Linked DNA regions of Mus musculus: region 2 is linked to region 1. A link is a contact called in public promoter capture Hi-C data. All regions are on one chromosome and are shown on one strand. Each heading gives the region's core, a stretch centred on a gene start, on an enhancer-like site or on the middle of the called end of the contact. The rest is flanking DNA. Distances are from core to core; before and after follow the strand shown. Region 1 holds the start of Treml2 (triggering receptor expressed on myeloid cells-like 2). Region 2 holds the start of Apobec2 (apolipoprotein B mRNA editing enzyme, catalytic polypeptide 2).

Region 1 (5,718 bases), core at 1,901-4,400:
AAAGCCTGTATATAACAGTGCCCGGCACACCCTCTAAACTCGGTGAGTATATGACATTCAGATAACTGTATAAAACAAAGTAGGGTCCCAAGTCCCAAGTCCCAGCCTCGCTCTGCCCAAGGGCAAGGTCAGAGCCACAAAGAGCTTGCCCAAACCCATTTTCTTTGTCTGTGAAACCATGACAGGAGGATGTACACAGCAAAGAACCATTGTTCCATGATCCCGCCCGTCCAGGCTCTGCGCAGGTCTGCTCACCTGGATACACTTCCAGTTGGAAACCCACCAAAGGGTAGAAATGCCCAGCCGTGTTACGCATACACCAGTATCGTCCGGAGTCCTGAACTCTGAGAGCTTCCATGGTGATACGGACTACCTTGACCTTGGCATCATCCCGCAGAGAGTAGCTGGGACCCCTCACCCAGCTCCGGGTGAAGTTGTGGTCGCACTTCTTCTTCTTGACTTTGCACCAAGACTTGGCCTCAACTAAGTTCCGGCGGTTCTTGTAGGAGCACTGCACAGACAGGGTCTCGCCTTCACGCCGCCACACTTTCCTGTACAGGTTCTCATTGGAGTGACCTGGGGAGACAGGACTTTTCTGACCAAGGTCGGCCGAGAAAGAAGGCATCTTGAAAATGGAAGCTGGGGGTGAAAGGAGAGAGGGATGCTGCCCTGACTTCCCTGGAGCTCAGTGTGAGGCAAGAACATAGCCGGACCCTCCGAGAATCTGTCACAGAGAAACACAGCACCTCTAACCCCCAGAAGGTCTGCTCTGAGTCTGATGGAAGAGGCCCCCAGTTCAATGAGGGACACACTCCTAACACAAGAGCTCCACCAGACATAGTCTTGTTCCTCTGGATGTTTTCCACTCTTCAGGGATGCTCAGGATTTCAAGATCAATCCAGACCCTGCCTTCGGGGAGACAGATGCAGACACAACAGCTCATCAAGCTCTGGAACCAGAGAGCACAAACTACAGAGGCCAAGAGAAGGTCCCAGTATCCGGAAAAATGATGAAGAATTATTTCTCCCAATAGTAGTCTCCCTTCCTCTTTCTCTCCTACCTGGACACTCTCTTCTTTATGTCTTGTTTGGGGTTGTGGGGAACACCATGCCTCGTATCTCGAGCAGGGTAGGCAAGCACTCTAACCACTGAGCCACACCCCTGCCCCTATTGGATACCTTTTAAGTAGCACTCTCCATGGTCCTTAATTTTTAAATACCCTATATTAACACACAGATTAAGCACACCACACACACTTAAGTCCCATGGATGAGCCAGCCAACAGATACAGTATTCACTGTCCATCCAACTTTTTGTCATCGGGACTTGACTTTGACATCTGTAGATGCACCAGGCAAATCATGGCTGTGCCAGGATGCTTGGGGCCTGCGGACCACAGGCTGGCCATGGATGGTAGAGTCTCTATACCTAGGAGTGAGATGTGGCCCAAGCCTGTAATAGCATGAAGGAGACTGAAATAGGGGGATCCTGAGTTTAAGACTAGCCTGGGATACCTAGTGAGATCAGGCTAGCCTGGAAACAAAATCCCATCTCTAATTTGTACCTGTAACACCAGGGATGGGTTTGGGGGGGGGGGCAGGGAAGGGGGAAGGGGATGGACTGGAGTGCATACACGTGTGTGTATAACACACACAGAGAGAGAGAGAGAGAGAGAGAGAGAGAGAGAAAGAGACAGAGACAGAGAGACAGAGAGAATGAATATGAATGAAGACATGAATGAGTTCTGTGCCCTTCATAATCCAGTCTGTTGAAGAAAGCAGAGCAGGGCAATTCAAGAGATGGAGGGAGGGAGAGGGTACAGTGAAGACCCAGAAGCCACCTGCCCTTGTTTCCAACAGCTTGTAGCTGAAGCTCTAAGGTCTGTTCCTCCCTTGCCAAGTAAACAGAACAGAACAGGCCTCGAATTCACCTCGGCTCAGCCCAGGGTTTCGAGACCCTTCTCCCTGCAGAGTGGCAGAGACCTGGAAGAAGCCTTTTGGGGTCCCAGGTTCGTTTGTGCCCATGTATTTTCTGTCACTTGGTGAAGGGAGGGTTTGCCAGCCCTTACTCTAGCCAGAACAGAACAGGAAGTGGTAAGCGGTTGCCTCGGCAGTCAGGAAGGTCGAAACCAGTGAGCCCCTTGCAGAGTAGCCTCTAGTTGGGAAGGGCCTTTGGGGATTGGTTCCCTTCCAGTCAGAGCTGAGGGACCGGATGTGGCATCAGCATTCCGAGAAAACGAAATTTAAAGTGTGCAGACTTGATACAAGAACTCATACTGGCACCAGTCAGACAAAGGCCAAACAGAGGTCATTTCTGTGAGAAAATTAAATGCTCATTCTTCGTTACAAGGGAACCCACTAGATGAAGGCCAATATAGAGGATACAGCTACATCTTAGCCTGTCTAAGCTCTGCCTGGGGCCAGATATTAGCAGGGGACATTCTCACTGGTCTCTGGTAAAGACCGGTCAGCCCACCCTCCTTCCCCAACCCACAAAACATTAAGATAGTGGAACAAGAAGAGGCAGTGTGGGGTAGACAGGGGAAGTAGTCTTTCTCTTCTACCAACCCCACCCCCACCCCTGCCTCTCACCTGAGACACAGCCCTGTAGCCACAGCAGCAGCAGCAGCAACAGCAGGAACGTAAGAGGCCATGGCTCCATCCAGATGCAATGTCACAGTCAGCCCGGGGATCGAGGGGCAGGACCCACACTGATCCCAGGCATGCCACCTGACCTCCCAGGGTTGGACGGCAGGCTCTGAAAAACCACAGTTGCCTGTTTGGGGAAGTGAGCCCCTGTGGCACACAATGCCCCCAGTGGAGCCTATCACAATTGTGGGGAGAGAAAGTGAGGGTGAGGGCGAGGGCGGGAGCTGTCTGTTTCCGCCCTCTTCCTCAGAACTTCAGGCAGGTGTGGCTGCTCCACCCTGTCTTGGGGCCCCTGGGCCAGAGAAAACTCCAGAACCCCACAATGTCTGTGATTCTCTGCAGAAAACTGGATCCATCTGGGGTGTCTCCTCATTCACAGCAGCTGGTCCTCCACTCGGGGAACTGGAGGAGAGGCTTCTGGAACATTCTGTAGAGACTTCATGGGATCTTCTGGGTTCTGAGATTCAGGAGCAGGTGCTCTCTGGCAGGCCTTGACATACTCCTTCAGAAGGAAGGTCTTTAGTCTGGTAAAATGGACTCCTTCAGTCACCCTGACCCTCCTCTGTCCAGGCTAGTCACTTCAGTCACTCCTGCTCACAGTTGCAAATAACCTCTCACGGACTCACGTGCGGGCTTATTTTTGTCATGGGGGAAACAAGATGCAAATTTTAAAATTCTCTCTCTCTCTCTCTCTCTCTCTCTCTCTCTCTCTCTCACACACACACACACACACACACACACACACACACACGTGCGCGCAGCCTCTCCCTCTCCCCTCTCCTCCCCTCTCCTCTCCCCTCTCCCCTCTCCTCCCCTCTCCTCCCCTCTCCCCTCTCCCCTCTCCCCTCTCCCCTCTCCCCTCTCCCCTCTCCCCTCTCCCCTCTCCCCTCTCCCCTCTCCTCTCTCCCCTCTCCCCTCTCCCCTCTCCCCTCTCCTTCTCCCTCTCCCTCTTCCCGTATTTCCCTGGCTCTGTTTTTCCTGGTCCTAAGTCACCCAGCAATTTTCTCTAGCCTTCCACTGCTCCAAGGCTTCCAGGCTTCTTGAAGTGAGGTAAACCTTCCCCTCCCCCACCTCCTCTCAAATGACCCCGCCCTCAGAGCCCCTCCCTCCCCTTGTTCTGCAGGCTTAGGCCACCTTGGAGCACACAGTTCTGTCTCTTCAACTTCCTCCCCTCAACCATATCTCTCTTCTACAGCCACCCGGCTCTAGCTAAAATGACCCAGCATTTGGCCCAAGACTCCACCCATCCCTCTGTCTCCAAAGAATCAAAAGACTCTACTGATGTCCAACAGCTGTGCAACCTGCTCTTGTGGATTATGGAGGCTCAGGGGACTCCGTGATTATATGGGATCCCTCTACTTGTTTAGGACACTGAACAAAAAGTTCTGCCATTTGCACAGCCAAAGTCTTTACACGAACTTGAACTCCCAAGTCCCAGACCAAAGGAATTGTAGTTTTGCTCTCTTCAAATTTCTCACATTTTAAACTCATTCATTCATTCATTCATTCATTCATTCATCCATCCATTCATTCATTAGTTCTTACAGTGTGCTTGCTCTGCATGGCCCTGAACACTATGGGGAAAGGATGAAAGGGCTCTGATGTGACATTCAAAGGGACACTGAGACACATTATCTTTTGAGGGAGAGAAATGTATTTAATACTGTGAACAGAAGTTCCTGGAAAGATCTGCACCTGATGTTGAACCTTCTAGGAGGCTGACTGACTGACTAGAATGTCAGTTGACACATTTAGGACTCTGTTTTCTGTTTGTGAAGCCCACGCTGCTCCAAGCTGCCCCCACCTTGGCTGCTCAGCCAAGATGAATTGTACCCTAAACTGCACTCCCAAACCAATGAAGTTCACTGGCAAGACGGCTCAGCAGGTAAGGGGGCTTTTGAGAAGCCAAAGGACCTGAGTTCCATCCTCAGAGTCCCAGGGTTTGGTTTCAGACCCCAGAACAAACAACTGAGGTGCACAACTTATATACCAAAGCAGACCTGGCCTCCAGTTTCTCCCAGCATCCCTCAGTCCCTCCTTGGCACAACCCCACCCTCTACCCAGACCTTACCAGCCCAGGGGCTGGGCTGACCTTCCCCCACAGGCGCTTCCCTATATAATCCAGACCTTTTAGTCTCTTTGCTGCCCCCTTTTCTCCTCTTTTCTTTTTCTCTTCCCCCTCCCTTCATTTCCCTTCCTATGGCTACTTCCCAGGCCTCTTTCCTTGAGACCAATGAACTTGCACACCCAATAGCAGCTTCCTAGTAAACCTGCTTTTATACACTCTAATCTGGCTTGAATTGCTTTGTTTCACCAGTGGAGAAAAAACTTATCACACATGATGGAAGGAAAGAACTGAGTCCAGGGAGGTGTGCTCTGTCTGTCTGTCTGTCTGTCTGTCTTTCTCTCTCTCTCTCTCTCTCACACACACACACACACATACACACACACACTCATGCACACACACACACACACACACACATGTGCACACACACTTGCATACACACTTGGATGAGGTCACCCTGAGGAAAGGTTAGCTTTGCAAAATTCAATTCAATGAACAAAGAGAAAGAATGTACCACATCGGTGCGTCTATTGCTATCTGGTTAAATAGATTGTATTCTTATTATAATGATGTCATTAGTTTTTATTCTCATTGTTTAGAGACAAGATTTCATCTAGCCCAGGATTAAACCCTCTGTGTTGACAAGGATGATCTTATACTTTAAACAATAAGATTTTTTTTTCCAGGTGTGATGGTGAGCCCAAGGACAGCCTGGTCTACATAGTGAAAATCTGTCTCAAAAACAAACAAACAAACAATCTCTCTAGGTTCTGTTTTTTTGTTTTGGGTTTTTTTTTTTGTTTTGTTTTTTGTTTTTTTGTTTTTTTGTTTTTTTGTTTTTTGATGTCTGTGAGTGTTTTGCCTGCATGTATGTATGCACACCACATATGTGCCTGGTTTCTGTGGAGGTTAGAAGACGGCTTTAGAGCCCCTGGGACTGGAGTTACAGATACAGTGTGAGCTGGGAATGGAACCCAGATCCTCTATTGAGCCAACTCTCTAGCT
Region 2 (5,718 bases), core at 1,041-3,540, 130 kb before region 1:
CCTGAGCACTATGAAGGCTCAGAACCCATATGAATGGTACCCTATGCTGCTCAGAACTCCCGAAAAGGAAGTCCCACACCCAGCCCATCCTGACTCCTCTTCTCTAGTCTGACTCCAGACCACATCTCAAGAATACCTTAAAAAAAAAAAAAAAGACAGAGCCTCATTTGGTCAGGCTAGCTTTAAACTTGTTACAGAGCCAAAGATGACCTTGAACTTCTGGTCCTCCTGCCTCTACCTCCCCAGTGTGGGATTTATTTATCTCTGGTTTATTCAGGGCTGGGAATTGAACTCAGGGCTTTGGCATGCTAAGCAAGTACTCTACTAAGTTAAGTGCCAAGCCTTTCTACCTGCAACCGAGATTTAACATTGCAGCCAGCAGGTGGTCTTGGCTACTTTTCCATTTCCCTGGAGAGTCTAGAGCACTCGTACCACCAAGTATAGAAACGTGGAGGGGGGCCTGCTAAGTATTCATCACGTGAGCTACAAACTGCCCACTGCCCTACAATGTCATCCTACTTCAACTTCTTCTCGAGCTGGCTTGACTCGTCTTCTAATGGGTTCCCCAGTATAGTATAGTATAGTATAGTATAGTATAGTATAGTATAGTATAGTATAGCTTGTAGAAGGGTCTCTTATAGCCCAGAATAGCCTCATCCTCAGTATATAGTTAATGCTGGCCTTGAACTCCTGGTTTTTCTGCCTCTTCTCAGATGCTGGGATTTCACTCTGCCTCACTACACTGAACCAGAAGTGAGACATATATCCCAGCATATCTGCATAGCTTGTTCTCCTTCTGGCTTCCCTTCCAAAGACTATCCAATCACTCAGCTGTCCCTGCTGCTTCCTGGAGCACAGCAGTAAATCTCAGGGCCTCTGTCCCCACCCCTAAGAATTCTCCTGTACACACCTTCCCCTACCTCTTCCCCCACCCCCTCCACGTCTGCTCGGAGAACTTTCCTTTTAGATAGTCAGATGAATGTTTCCTTTGTCTCCTTTGGACTGATCCGTTTCTTTCCAAAGTCCTTCCTTATCAAAATGTAATCTTGGGGCTAAAGAGATAGATGGCCCAGAAGTTACGAGCACACATTGCTCTTGCAGACGACTGGAATACAGTACCCACATGGGGCAGCTCATAGCTTCCTGCATTCCACCTCCAAGGTATCTGACGCCCTCTTCTGGCCTCTGCAGGCATCTGCACTTATATGCATATATGCACCCAGAGACTTAACAGCAGATAACTAAAAATAAAAAATAAGGATCAGGTGTAGTGGCACATGCCTTTGTGGGTTCAAGGCCAGGCTGGTCAAGACAGAGAGACTCTTTCTCAAGAACAAACAAGGAAATAAAGAAAAAGTAAACATCTTTTCAAAATGTAATCTCACTCTTTGTCTTTTTCAGATGCTTCCTTGCCAGTTCTCCCCAGCACTTACCAAAACACATGAAGTTATTTTACTTAGCGGATATAGCAGCTGACCCCTGCAAGCTCCGGGAGAGCAGGGCTTTTCTTTGCTTCTTCCTTTGGTCTGTTCTGCACCTCAGTGCCTGGAACCGTTGCCAACAGAGCATCTGCTCAGCATGCGCCCTCAGGCAGGCACAGGACTGATGAAGGGGACGAAGACTCTGAGCAGGGCAGAGGCCTGAGGATGGCCGGGGGTTTACTGCCTTCAAGCCTAACTCGGAGTGTGAAGCATTAGGTTTAAGGAGATGGCCTGCCTCAAAGAAATAGGTGGAGATTGACAGAGGAAGGCACCTGATCAGGTCTTCTGGCCGATGCACTCACGGGCGAGCATATGCTCGTGCGCATGCGCAAACGCGCATCCATCCACCTACCCACTCGGGCTCACAACGAACATAACATGCAGACCCTGAGTAGCAACAGACATTCTCCTCTCAAATCATTGGTTTCTAACTCATGTCCCACAAAGACCCTCTTTTCCTAAACCCGAGTTCCCCCCAACGTGGGCGGGGGAGGGGGGTCACTACAAGTCCCTCCTTCATCACAGGCCTTATCTGTTTAAAACAATGAGAGGCCTTCTCCCCTAAAACTCAGTCGAGTCTGGGTAAACGAGAGAGGAGAGACGGGGTAGAATTGGCCCAGCCCTCCCCACCTGCCAGCTTCCTGTCTGCCTGCTGATAAATAGGGGGAATACACATGGCCAGAGTTTCCATTCCCCCACCCTGTCACCCTGTCAGTCATCCAATTAAAAAAAGATGAGTGAGAGAGCTCCAAGGGTGGGGCGGGAGGGCCTGCTTATAAAGCCTGCAGCTGAGTTGTGGGGAGCACCAAATCCGGTCCTCTCTCTGTCATCCCCAGCCAGGCTTAGCTGCTGACAGCTGCTTGGGACTCTGCCGCCAGGCCCTTGGCTGGCTTGACAACCTCTCCACATTTCGGCCACAGTTCCTCCATGGCTCAGAAGGAAGAGGCCGCTGAGGCTGCGGCGCCAGCCTCTCAGAATGGAGATGATTTGGAGAACCTGGAAGACCCTGAGAAGCTGAAAGAGCTGATCGATCTTCCGCCCTTCGAGATTGTCACTGGGTAAGCCTTGTGTGGGGGCTGGGGCTCCTGCCTGGGAAAGGGTGGGGTCTGAGCAGGCTGTGGAAGGTTAGGACAAGAATAGGGAAGCCCAAGGTCAGCCACAAGCTGTGCGTCCAGCATGCTAGCAGGAGGCTTCTGGGCAGCAAAGGCCTCTTGTCTTTTTTAATTAATTAATTAATTAATTAATTAATTAATTAATTAATTTGAATCAGTGTTTTACCATGTAACTCTGGCTGGCCTGGATCGCACTATGTAGACCAGGCTGGTCTTGAACTCACAGCGATCCTCCTCCTGCCTCTGCCTCTTCATTGCTGGGATTAAAAGCAGCTAACACCAGGTCCAGATACTCTTGGCTTTTTGAGGTGACAACTTAGACCCTGTAATCAGGAGGATGTGGAAGGAATGGAACCCCCAGAATGAAACTACATAACATTTTCTTCATGGCAGTCTCTGCAAATGTGCAAAGGCAGAATGGGTGCCATACTGAGAGAAGTTTCTGGAAGAGTGGTGGTATGGATGCTGTGGAGAAGGAGAAGGGGCCCTGGCAGCGATCGGTCTTGCGGGGTATCGGACATCATCTGCCTGTGCATATAGCCCAATCCCAACAAGTTCAGTGAGAACGGCATATTTAAAGATGGCCCCAGCAAGAAGTCATCTCCAAGCTGCAGATACTGGAAGCTTAAGCACAGTTTATAGCCACTGGGCTCAAGTTAGTCTACAGGGTCCCCTCTTGTCCAGATTGTGTTGCCCCCAGAAATGAATGCAAGTAGCCTTTCTCCTTATCTCTCTCTATTCCTAGAGAGGAAGATGCCGCTAAATCCAAGTTTCCTTCCTGAACTTCGGTTCCCTTCATAGCATTTCTCCAGCAATGCGCGCAAAGGCTGGGTGGGGGCACACCAAGTCTCAGGAGGAACAAAGGCCTGAAGGAGGAGGAGCAGCCCTGGGGAGCAGTTTGGACTTGCTGTTTTATGCTTGACCTGTATTGCTCCAGGCCTGGCCTCTACTTTCTTGTTTCAAACATGAGGAAGCTACCCGACTTGATTCTTAATGTCCCTTCCTGCTCAGATATTTTCTGACTTCTAAGAGAACCCAGGGGGAAGTGTTGCTTGGTTTCTGAGATGTGAGTAGGCATTGAACTTCCATTCACTCTTGCTCGCCCAGATCATCTTGCGCTCATCCTAGGATTAAGGCAGCAGCTGGGCACAGACTAATATAGACACAGGGGAAGCCTAGGGCAAATAGGCCAGCAGGGTCCTCCATTCCAGTGGCTCGCCTATGGGAGAGGATCCTTTTACTGACACCCGAGCATCCTGGACCATGCTGTCCTGGGTTACACACATACCTTCCACTCTATGCAGCTTTTGATCTCCCAGGTACAGGGCAAGGTGGGTCAACAATAAAATTAGACCTTTTTTTAAAGTGAAGATGTATTGGGGTCCCGGGGAAATGGAGCCTAAAGGTTCTCTGAAGTAACTGGCATTTGTCTAAGGCTTTACAACACATAGTGAAGAGAATATGCTTATTCACCCTCAGGTAATGCAGAGAGAGAGAGAGAGGAGATGGGAGAAGGGAGAGGGGAGAGGGGAGAGGGGAGAGGGGAGAGGGGAGAGGGGAGAGGGGAGAGGAGAGAGGGGAGAGGGGAGGAGAAGCAGAGTCAGGGAAACGAAACAATATACCTAAGACCACAGAACCAGGAAGCTGTAGGTTTTAGGACTCCTAGCCAAGTGTCTGGCCCACAGGTCTCCCACGGTAATGAGAGTTAGAGGTTTTCTATGACTCACGGCTCAGGGAAAGGGACACAGAGGGGTACCATTCTGAGATCTCTGAGAGCACTTCTGGATGGAGGCAGGACTCTGAGTGTTTCCTGGACACAGACAGCAGCTGTGGTGATCTGTCTCTTGGGCCTCTCTGGATAAACAGTTACTTAAAATAGCCCAGAGGTGTGGCTGTGCCTTTGCAGGGCCAGCAAAGATGGCTCGCCTTTCCTTCCTTTCCAAAGGGCCGGCGAAGCTGCTCCCTTCCTAGTCTAGACTCCACAGGGAACCAGTCTAAAATGCTCCTTAGATTTGGGCTGAAACCAGTAGAAGAGTGGGGGGGGGGGGGTGCTTTGCAGGGAACAGATCGGGGAGAGGAGTGTTTATAGAGGAATGAGAGAGACTTGTCTGTTGTGATTGTTTACATGGGGTACTTCAGATGGACAGATAGACAGAAAGCAGTCCTGAGCATAAGAACAAAGAAAGATGGTGGAAGATTCTGAAAAGGGTCTCAAACCACAGTGTGTGATGAAGGCAGTTCCTCCCATCTGGAGAGGAGACTCTGCCCACCTCTTCCCTGGCCTGTATCCAGGGATTTCCACTGATACCCTGAAGTCTTCACAGTGCAGGATTTACACGAGAGAAATCAGCAAATATTGGGCTTGCAAAATGGCTCAACAGGTAAAGGTCCTTGGCCTGCAAGCCCAGCAACCTGAGTTCGATTCCCGGAACCCACACAAAGGTGGAAGGGGAGAACTGACTTCACAAAATTGTCCTCTGGCTTCCACACGGGTGGCATGACATGCACAGACTGCTGTCCACACCACACAGCATGTGCAACAAATGAACATACACACGATGATGATGATAATGATGGTGGTGGTGGTTGTGATATATAAAAAAAAAAATCATGTTACAGCTTAGGGAATTTTTTTCTTTTCCTCAAAGAGCTGAGTATATTTCTCTCAGTTCCAGAAGTTTCTCTTTCTGTGGTTTGGTTAAACTCAGGATGGCTTTTTGAAAGATGCGACCTGAGACGTAGAAAAGCTATTATCCATTATTAAGCATCTACCATTGTTCAAAGTCTCAGTGATTGGATCACTCACTCATTTGCATATAGAAATACACCTCAGAGGGACAGGGACTTTGCTCAAGGTTAGCCAGAGTCATAGGGCATGAATTCTAGGACTTTATGACTACAAAGCGTAGTACTACCCCTAAGCAAACCACAAAGAGGGCTTTTATAGTCACAAATATTAGCACGCTATGAATTGCACGCTCACTGCTTGTTTCCGTGAGAATAGCTCTCCTACACGAGACTCTCCTGCACCACTTTATCTCCAGCTCTCAACTGGTACTCAATAAATATTGGTGGGGCAAATGAATGGACCTAATGAATGAGCACTTCCGTGTGTTAGGCTCTCT

Evidence for each region. Capture Hi-C pulls out chosen DNA fragments and counts their contacts.
Region 2: a contact with region 1 is called in a promoter capture Hi-C map of liver. The contact joins the promoter of Apobec2 here to the promoter of Treml2 in region 1. A contact is called at or near these places in 1 of 15 datasets of contacts at CTCF or cohesin (the NIH/3T3 cell line), 2 of 115 datasets of contacts at active chromatin or transcription factors (embryonic stem cells and memory CD8 T cells) and 1 of 9 other capture datasets (liver).

Annotation. Positions count from the first base shown.
Region 1 is chr17:48,297,470-48,303,187 of GRCm38.p6, reverse strand. It overlaps Treml2 (triggering receptor expressed on myeloid cells-like 2), which reads right to left and starts at 3,150. Exons shown (of 5, transcript NM_001033405.2): 1 at 2,592-3,150; 2 at 256-576. The coding sequence starts at 2,661.
Region 2 is chr17:48,429,300-48,435,017 of GRCm38.p6, reverse strand. It overlaps Apobec2 (apolipoprotein B mRNA editing enzyme, catalytic polypeptide 2), which reads left to right and starts at 2,290. Exons shown (of 3, transcript NM_009694.3): 1 at 2,290-2,539. The coding sequence starts at 2,409.